Linked DNA regions of Anser cygnoides: region 2 is linked to region 1. Evidence: chromatin contacts called from public Hi-C data. All regions are on one chromosome and are shown on one strand. Each heading gives the region's core, a stretch centred on a gene start, on an enhancer-like site or on the middle of the called end of the contact. The rest is flanking DNA. Distances are from core to core; before and after follow the strand shown.

Region 1 (4,415 bases), core at 1,544-4,043:
TACCATCTTTCTGCATTTCCCCTAGTGTAATTTCCACCAGTGTATTTGAAGTCATCTTCTCCTACTGTAGTCTTCTGTCACTTTCATGAAAAGTCCACAGGAAAAAAGAAATAAGGTGAAATCACCTGTGTGAGGAAGGAGTGCACATCATAGCTGTTTAGCTTAGGTTGTGTGTGTTTATGTTATAACAGTTTTGTTAAATGCTAGAAGGCGGGAGAGGGAGCACATTTTAAGCCTGTTTCGTACTTATTTTCACAAATGTCTGTAACTACAGCAAGTAAGATGTCAATGAATGATGTAAGACAATATCCTTAGAATCATTAAGGTTGGAAAAGACCTACAAGATCACCTGGTCCAACCATCCCCCTACCACCAGTGTCACCTACTAAACGATGTCCCTAAGCACCACGTCCAGCCTTTCCTTTAACACCCCCAGGGATGGTGTCTCCACCACCTCCCTGGGCAACCCATCCCGATGTCTGACTGATGGAAGCCCACAAGCCATCATCTGAGCCATGTATGTGTTTCAGAAAGAAGCAAGAGGTTGAGGCTGGATATCCATTTCCAGATAGTCCCACGGGACACGTCAGTGACTCACTGTGATCCCAGACACTCTTCTGCTCCCCATGGTTTTCTGTGGGTTTCAGGCAAGGAAGTACCTGCAGTGGTCTGTCCAGCTGGATCCCTGACCATCTGCCAGCTCCTGAAGCTGGCCTCAGAAAGCAGCCTGGTCACAGCTTTACCAGTTGTGGCATGCAACATTCACTTTGGGCTTCCCCTCATCTCTGCGTGCACCACCTGACACACAAAGCTGGCAGCGACCCCAGGGAAGGTGCAGCAGGAGGTCTGACACCTCCTGCCCTGCTGACCTTCACCCACTTGCCATGGGAACACACGAACTCCCTACTGCACACAGGGTGGTTTGGCTGCTGGGCCAACACAAACAGCCCAGCAGCATTGCCCTGTCTGTTCCGGGGAGAAGAGAACCAGCCACCCGTGGCACCGTTAGCCTGGGCTGAGCGTGAACAGTGCGACCCATTCTGGGCCCAGAGGAGTCCTGCCATGAGGTGGGCACCTCGCCAGAGACCTTCTAGCCATAGGCATCCTCTGCAGGATAAGTCACAAATGCTTGCTCAAATGTTTTGTCAATGCAATTCTGGACATCAAATTCATAATTTCAAAAGGAAATGTACGTTTCCCCAAAAATAAATAATTAGATAGATAAAAGAAAGTTGGGTTTGCAGTTAAATCTAAAGAGTTTCTTATTTTAGTTGCCAAATCCAAAATGTTTGGGAAATTTGGAGAATTGAAAAATAAAGTTTTGGACAGCTGGCTAAGTAGTTGGTAAAATACTTCCCTAGCAGATTTTAACACTTAAGATATTTAGCTGTTCAGCAGTGTTTAATATCCAAATACAGCTGTGGTTTTGGGTTATTATGTTTTCAAGGAATGTTGAAATATATTCTTTGTTTGTGAATATATGAAGATGTTGAATGTGTACGTGGATTTGTGTAGATACATGTAATTCTTTGTTAATATAAAATCCAACTATTTGTGGAAATTATGAAATACCTATTTATATGCATTTCTTACTGCTGTTACTGGGATTTTCATGTCAATCGTTTTCATTTTTGTCTTGCATCCAACAGCTGCATAGATGAATGGTTTGAAGTAAATAGATCTTGCCCTGAGCATCCATCAGATTAAGAGAAGATTCATGTTTTTAGGTAATATTTCTTTTCAGACATGTACATTTCAACAACAAATATTTTGATTATCTGAAATAACTCTCGATGCTATTTTCTTAATTTGTGAATTTGCTACTGTGTCTCAGAACAGCAAGGTTAATCAGTAAGTAATGACGTATATTACAATATGTAAAAGGTTTCTGCATCCTTATGTGGTGTAGTCTGAAATGGTGTATTTCGTTTTTAGTACTGGAAAGTGGCAAGTCAGTGCCAGTGAAGTTTTAGCATTAACTTTTAAAGAGTACTTTTTCTGTGGAAAAGAAACAAGATCAAAATAATACAATCATTTAATTTTGGATTGTTCCACAAGTACTGGCATTTATTTCTGACAGAAAGCTTTTGGAATCATAAAAGAAAAAAAAAGTTGAAATTAGGTATTTTCAAAACCACTTTCATTTTAATGCATTCCAGAATGTTTTTTTTGTTGTTTTTTTAAAGTTAACATGTTCCCATCTATCCCATCCCACAGAGGTTCACATTTTTCCAGCTTATGTTTGGTGTTAATCATTTCAGATCTGTAATCAGTGTCAAAGGTTTAAAGGATAGGTTTATTCTTTCAGTTGACTAGTTCTAAATCTTTATCTTGCATTAAACTATTGCCCCCAAGCATTGCAAAACACCGACACACATCACAATTCTTAAAGGAATGGATATCTGAAATTCTGGTCGGCAAGTTAAGGTTTGTTTTTGTTGTTCTGCTAGAGATTTAGGGGAAAAAAAAGTCTGAAGACCTCATTGCTGGCATTTATCTGTTCACTTGTTTCACCTTGCTTCACGAGTCTGTGTTGCAGGTCACATTGCAGTGGTATGATTGTTGAAGGGCTGGCAGAGAAAACATGAGGGAAGATATCCTGCTACAGGGATGATTACTTTAACCTCAGGACCTATGTTAGCTGAAATTGATAAACACATTTCCTGCGCTGCACCCAACAAATGAATGGTGAAAGAAGCCCACATGCCGCTTATGAGCACGTTTGTCTCTTCAAATGTTCATGGATGTGTAGTCTCCTGTTAAACCCTTGTTTTTTCACAGCAGAGATGGTGATAATTGGGGGTTTTAGGAAAAAGGGGAAGGAAAACGCAGTGTTTGTGTTCATGCTGTTTCTGTGTATTATATATTGAAGTAGCTGAAATGCTGACACTTTGTCTTCTGCTTTTTCAACAGCTGCTTCCACTGATCAGAAAACATAGGAGATCTGCGGTTCCCTTGCTGAACACAGCGTGCCTGGCTTGAGACTTAACTGTTCTTTGTGGCTGAAAAAGGCAGAGATGGACAGTGACATGGAAAAAGCATTGCGGACACCAGTAGTGCTCAGTATACCAAACACTCATGCAAAGGACACACAGGGATTTTGAAAATGCTGCACATTCTGTAACAATCTACTCCCCACAGACATTATTGACACTCTTTTGTATCGAAGGCCAAAGTTCCTAATTTCAGCCTAACTTCTGGTTCTGTGAAGAAGCGGGTTATTGGACACGTTTCCTGCTGCCTCAAGTGGAAGCCGAGACGTTCGATACGTGCTATCTGAGACCCTTGCAGGAGGGTGGCCCCATTTTTAAATGGGGACGTTTTCACCTTCTCGTTGGCTGAAGAAGAGTAAATGGCAAATTAAATGTAATCTAACAGTGTGACCTTATTTACTGAATTCACACCCTGTTTTATGTTCTTCACTTTTACAAGAACAGAAAACAAACTTCTCTGCATAGGAATACTATATTTCAAAATTTTGTAACTAAACCTTTGTCACAATGCAGTCCAAAGAGTAAAACTGGGACAGGTAACTAATTTATATTGATCAAGCTATAGGGATTGTTGAAATCTGCACATTGTATTGCTATTTAAGTAACTAAAACTTCTCTTTTACTGCTTGTGAGTAAAAACAAAACAAAAAAAAATGCAGCAAAGCAAAATCTTACAGCTATGCAACTTTTTTTTTAAATAGGAAAAAAGAAGAATTACCAATTTTAAGTGCTGCCAGTTAAGGTAATTTGTTTAACGGGTATTTTTTTAAAAATGTTTCAGGTAATTATTTTATTGTACTACTCTCATCTCCAGGCTGCCTCCTGAGGTGGAAATGAATAACTACAAATGTGGGCACAGCAAGAGTGTTTTTTTTTTTTTAATAGGCATGGGTGAGATAACATCAAGGTGGGAATTGTGTTTAATTTTTAAAACACGTATGTGCAAGTTTTTCTTTGTTTCCTTGTTTGAATGTTTTATCTGATGGCAGGATTTGTAGTACTTTGCATCTAAATCATTGGTCTCTTCATGTGGAGGCTAGCATTTGACAGTGTGGTTTTTCGTTCTTTTTTTAAAGGCACCTGCATTTGTTTAATTTATTATTATTTTACTGTATTATATTAGTATAACCAGGGCTCCATGAAACACCGGTTGTCTCTGGGGGGTACACCAAGTAAAACTGTGGTTAAGTATTAGTTCCCATAAGGTATTACAGTTCAAAAAAAGAAAAAAAAAAAAAAGACAAAAAACTGGAACAGATATCAGGGCTTAGAAGAGTACTTTTTATATCAAGAATTAATCCTAGTAGTATCTGAATTTCACAGTACAGGGAAGAGTTTATGAATATTTATTCCTGACAGCAGTTTTAGTGGGTTTCAGTAGCGAAAATAAATTTGCACACTTCAAACATTTTTCTTGTACAT
Region 2 (4,891 bases), core at 1,042-3,541, 130 kb before region 1:
ATGATTATTGCACCCTTTTACATCCTCTTTGTCCCCAAATCACAAATGCTCTGCAGGATGGGCTCTGAGACTGGAGGTTTGGTCCACATCCAGTCCTCTCTGCACTTTGGAGGGGTGCCCTTGGCCTTTCTTTACCTTCTCACCCTGTGCCAACTCAGTTCAGCCAGCAGCCTTGAGTTGCAATAGCTTTAACATTCCTGCTGCCTTATTGACACGTGGAGGCCTTGCCTTGGCTACCCAATCCTCCTTAAAACAACAACAACAACAGAAATCTATTTTAATAGGGTCAAGAAAGCCAGGGAATTCCCCAGTGCCTCATCCTGGAGCCATGCACAGGAGCTTGGCCGGGTGGAGGCTGTGAACTCCTCCTGCAGCTGTTAGCAAGGGGAGTGTTGCCCTCCCACAGGCAGCAGCCTCAGTGACTGTGGAGCCAAGGAGGCTCCGTCTGGCCTGGATCAGGCCAGCTCTTGGTGCTCTTGGGCATGGAGAGCAATTCCATTAGACTGAGGTGACGCATTCAGTTCTTGTGTTCTTCTTAAATCTTCCAGCGTACATGCGACTGTTCTTTGGTTTCATTGCAGTGAAATGTGAATTAACGCCTACCTGCTTCTTGTGTTTTGTTGTTTTTTTGTTTTCCAAAGGAAACGACTTGCAGTTAAGTGAGTCTGGGAGCGACAGTGATGACTAGGGGCTGAACTTTTGCTGTTTTATACATGGAAGAACTAATTTACCTTGAAGTGATCAAATTGCTTACAAAGAGGATCTGGCACAGGAATAGTTCCACGCGTGGAATTTTAGTAGAAGGAATGTATAACGCTGCAAAATATGGGATGTCGAGGTCTGTTTTACTTTGTGAATCAAGTGTATATTTTGTCCATATTCTTATTCTTTAAAAGCTTTAAATAGGTATGTACAGTAGGTAAGCCAATACATGGCGCTATGTTCCAGTCTGTTCATTATCTGTAAGCTTTAATGTGTAACTTCATCATGTCATCTAAAAATTTCTTGTTTGTAGAAGATATTCAGAAGATAATCAGCCCAGTGTGTCTTCAGGGAGGGGGGAGGGGGGCGAGGGGGTTGTATATAGGGTGAGCATGAGCCAACAGTGAGATTTAAAAAAATAATAATAATAATGCAGGAGCTAGAGTGTGCACTGAAGTGGGACTGTTATAAATTAAGTTTCAACACTAAGTTGATTTATTTGATTTGGGACTTTTCTAATGTGTTTTTATTGCTATTTATGATTGATTTAATGGACATGCTTTTAAACAGTTGGAAAGGAAAAATCATAAAACCATGTTTGTCACAAACCTTGCTGCACCAGTGCCTTATAAGCAGTTTTTTGAAACAGAGCTTCAATTCCTGCCATCTTTTGTAAGGGGAGCAATACTGAAACCCCTTCAGATTGCTTTCTCAGAGAAGAGCTATATTTCAGTTACGGCGAAACAGTTATACGGGCGAACTGTACTCTGAGGGCAGTTACTCCAGTAAGATAAAGGATCTACATCAGTCACCTGAACACACCGAACAGGAACCAGATCGGCATTTTCTTATGCAACTGAAGCATCTCATTTAATCCAGACCTTCAGACCTAGATCTTCAGAAATCTTAGGAGCCTGATTGCCAGTGAAATTGCAAGGTCACAAATACAGGATATTGGACTTAATGAAATTGTAGGACCAGAGCCTTGTTTGCAGTTTCCTAAAGGATGCAGAAAGAAGAGATGACTAAGCAACTGTGTAACAGCAGAAGTCTCTCTCCCACCACAGTTGTCCAGGTAGACTTTAGTCCGTATCGTTTGTTGGATGTGATCTCCGTGCTTGGCAGGATGACACAGAACAAGAAATATTTGCCTACGATGAAATTCACCCCTGTTTAAGGGGGTTTAAAGGGTGCTTAGCTGGATTATCGTTAACTTATTTTTTTTGCTCCAATGGAAAATGAGTGCCACAGGCAGCCTCTTAAGGTTGAACACAAGGCTGACTTTTTAAACCCCAAATTAAGTGACATAGGCCAAGTGACACCACAGTTGTGGTGTAATCCGGGGGGACATGAAGCTGAATTGGATGCCTCTCCATTCTTAAGTGTCTGCTTTGCACTGCTTTTGTCCGTCTGATCATTTGTGTTTTAGCTCCTGTTTCTTTAATGAGGAAAAGAAACAGGAAACTTTCATTTTTTTAAGGTATTGAAGAGCAGGGGGACATTGGAAGGGAGATTTTATTAAATGGTTTATTTTTTTTGCATTCGATACATATTTAGGCATATTTTTGCATTATTGTACATACATTTAAAAATACTTCTTTTTTTAAAGTGTTTTATGATGTGGGTACATATTTTAACATACAATTATGAAATATACTTGATGTAAAGCCACAATTGATCTCTTTTTGTGTTTTTGTTGTTGTTTGCGTTGTTTTTTTTCCCCATTCCTTCTCTGAGAGTGAAAGTGCTGTGCTCTAACAAGCTTGTACCACTCTGGGATTTTACACTTCAGTGCAGGAGATGTGCATGGTAGTTGGCAGTCTAATTAATGCTACTACTGCTCCTGGCTTCCCAGTTTAAGATTTGAATGAGTAGGGAGGCATTTCTGTTACCATTTCCCCATTACTGAAGCTTATTGCTGAGTTCTGCTGACATTATTACTTGAGCTTAAATGGAAAAGCAGCAGTGTAATGTTTTCATTGCTTCCTTCACTGGCTTCACATGCATTCTGAATGCCAGGACAAGTCATAGGAAGTTTACTAATTCTGCGTAAATAAAATATACGGAATATTCTTAAGAGGATAAGACAACACCAGGCTACGTTCATTCGAATCACCATGTGAATTATGGTTTAAATCAGCAAGTGGGCAAGCTTTGTTCACACAGTAAGTTTCTGCCTTGTTTGTACTGAGGTCATGTTTTCCCTGCTATCCCCCCCTAAAAGATTTCTTCCCTTCCACATCTGTTGGTGACCAAATGAACCAACTTTCATGGGATTGCATATCGCTTCTGAAGGACATTTGGTCATCCTTTGTGCCCCCTGGAGAGGCGTCGTGTCAGGGTTGGCCAACCTCTGGTTTGTGAGCTCTTCAGCCACGTGTTGCTCACCCAGGCTCTGGCATGGGGCTGGTGAGTAACGTGGTGTCCTGCAGCCTGCTCGTGGGCATAAGCAAGCCAGTCCCTGTGTGTGAACAGCCCGTCCCCTCCTTGCCGCTGTGGCACGAGTGGCTCTTGGCATCCTCCCTGAGAAGCTTTCTGGGATCTCTGCCCTTCTCGCAGGTACGTGGTGCATGTTTGGTGAAGGTCAGCCACGTGGAGACCAGTAGGCAACTCGCAGAGTCACAAAGTCTGGCTGCCTCTCCATTCTGTTTTTTTTTTAACAAATGTATGTGTGTGGTAAAGCCATTGCCAGCCTGAAGTTTTGACTGGGGGCTCCTGAAATTCGATGTTTTGTATGCTGAGAAATTATAAATATTACTTCTTTGTTGTTCATGATTTGCAGCAAGTTCTATTCAGATGGAAATGGGAATTGAAATAACTTGCAGAAAAGCAGTTATTTAGAATTCTTTTAATTAGTTGACTGGCAGTATCTTTAATGTGCTGGAGAAATAAGTTGACTAAAATATGTTTTGATAAAACCTCTTAATGAAATTAAGTGTTCCTGAGTTTCTGGTACCTTCTACTCCTGCAGGATTTTAGTGCTAGCTGATCTTAACCACCTTAGGCTAATTTTTTTACACACAAAGTAGGAACACTTTTTATATGCCAATTAGTTTAAATGGGAATAAACAGTGCATATGGAATGCAATTATCAGAATGAACTGGAACTAAGTAAATATTTCACATTCAAGGGAAAGCTGCCTGCTGGCTGCGGTGAGGTTAGTGGTTCAGGACAGCTTCGGTTTGTGATGGTTTCTTCTTCAGTGACTTCATCCAGTGCAGTGGTTTGACTTGCCTTAAAGCTCCACCAGCAAACACGGCCTGCTTATGATTTCTCCCATAATTACAATTGCTTTTGTATTAATAGTCAATAATGACTTAAAGTGGTTCAATTAGATTGTCATAATTTACAACATAGTTACTATTTTTTTTTAATATAAAAGTTGAGCTTACAAGGGGACAACTTCACTCATCTCATCCATCTCAGGTGCCCTAAAATATGATTGCACCAGCATCCAACCTCATGTTTGAAGCCTGAGTCATGGACAGAAAGGCTTCCACCTGCCCTTGTCCCCCTGAGGGCCAAGCTGCCCAGCCCAGCAGGCACAGCTGCTGTCCCTGCAGCTGAACTCTGGGCAAAACGTGTCCCAGGCCCCAGCTGAGAGCCATGAATTTGATAGGACATGCAACATCACTCTTGCTTGTTCCACCAGAGCATCCCCCTGCCATCACAAGTCTCGGCTGTGCCAATTTTGTTGAGGAGGCAGGCTGATGGGAGAAGGTCAGTTTTGTTGAGCGTTGCTCGGAATAGCTCCAAGCTTCACTAATGAGTGATATACCTATTCTGAAGGTATTTTGCCCGGGTTGATTTGCGCAGTTTGCTTTATCACAGACTGACCATATGCCTGTTTGTAGTTATGTATAAAATTAGTTTGCTCTGCAAAGCTTTATAAACTTTTTTTTTCCCCTCTCCTTCAAAGTCCACTTATCTGAATAAAAATGAAGTTCAACAATCCGTGTGTGCTTTTATTTTCTTATTTTTTTTAATTTGGAAGCTAAGAGAAATGTAGCCTGGAATTACTTGTAATGGAGAACGCTTATTTTCAGTAATTGCCTGTGCTTCATTGTTCAGTGTGTTATGCATTTCCTGCTAGCAGCTGAGTCATGGAGTTTGCATGGATAACGCAGCTGCCGAGTTGCCATCTTGATGGGATGAAGGCTTGTGCTAGCAACTTGAAGGGTCTCGTGT

The links. Hi-C and Micro-C count contacts between places; a contact is called where the count stands out from the background.
Region 2: a Hi-C map of liver shows a contact between it and region 1, with 2.1 times the contacts expected there. The contact joins two enhancer-like sites. A contact is called at or near these places in 2 of 7 Hi-C or Micro-C datasets (both in liver).

The regions. Positions count from the first base shown.
Region 1 is chr2:45,037,964-45,042,378 of Taihu_goose_T2T_genome, reverse strand. ZNRF2 (zinc and ring finger 2) reads left to right here. Exons shown (of 5, transcript XM_048077988.2): 4 at 1,650-1,727; 5 at 2,914-4,415. The coding sequence ends at 1,707. Among named protein-coding and RNA genes, the nearest start is that of NOD1, 38 kb to the right of the region's middle. Within about 2 kb of position 2,793, at least 1 of the 3 cell types and tissues checked has open chromatin away from gene starts, as enhancers often do. A contact at or near this core is called in liver, where this site is marked.
Region 2 is chr2:45,164,956-45,169,846 of Taihu_goose_T2T_genome, reverse strand. It overlaps EAF1 (ELL associated factor 1), which reads left to right. Exons shown (of 6, transcript XM_048077996.2): 6 at 642-2,385. The coding sequence ends at 688. Among named protein-coding and RNA genes, the nearest start is that of MTURN, 8.7 kb to the right of the region's middle. Within about 2 kb of position 2,291, at least 1 of the 3 cell types and tissues checked has open chromatin away from gene starts, as enhancers often do. A contact at or near this core is called in liver, where this site is marked.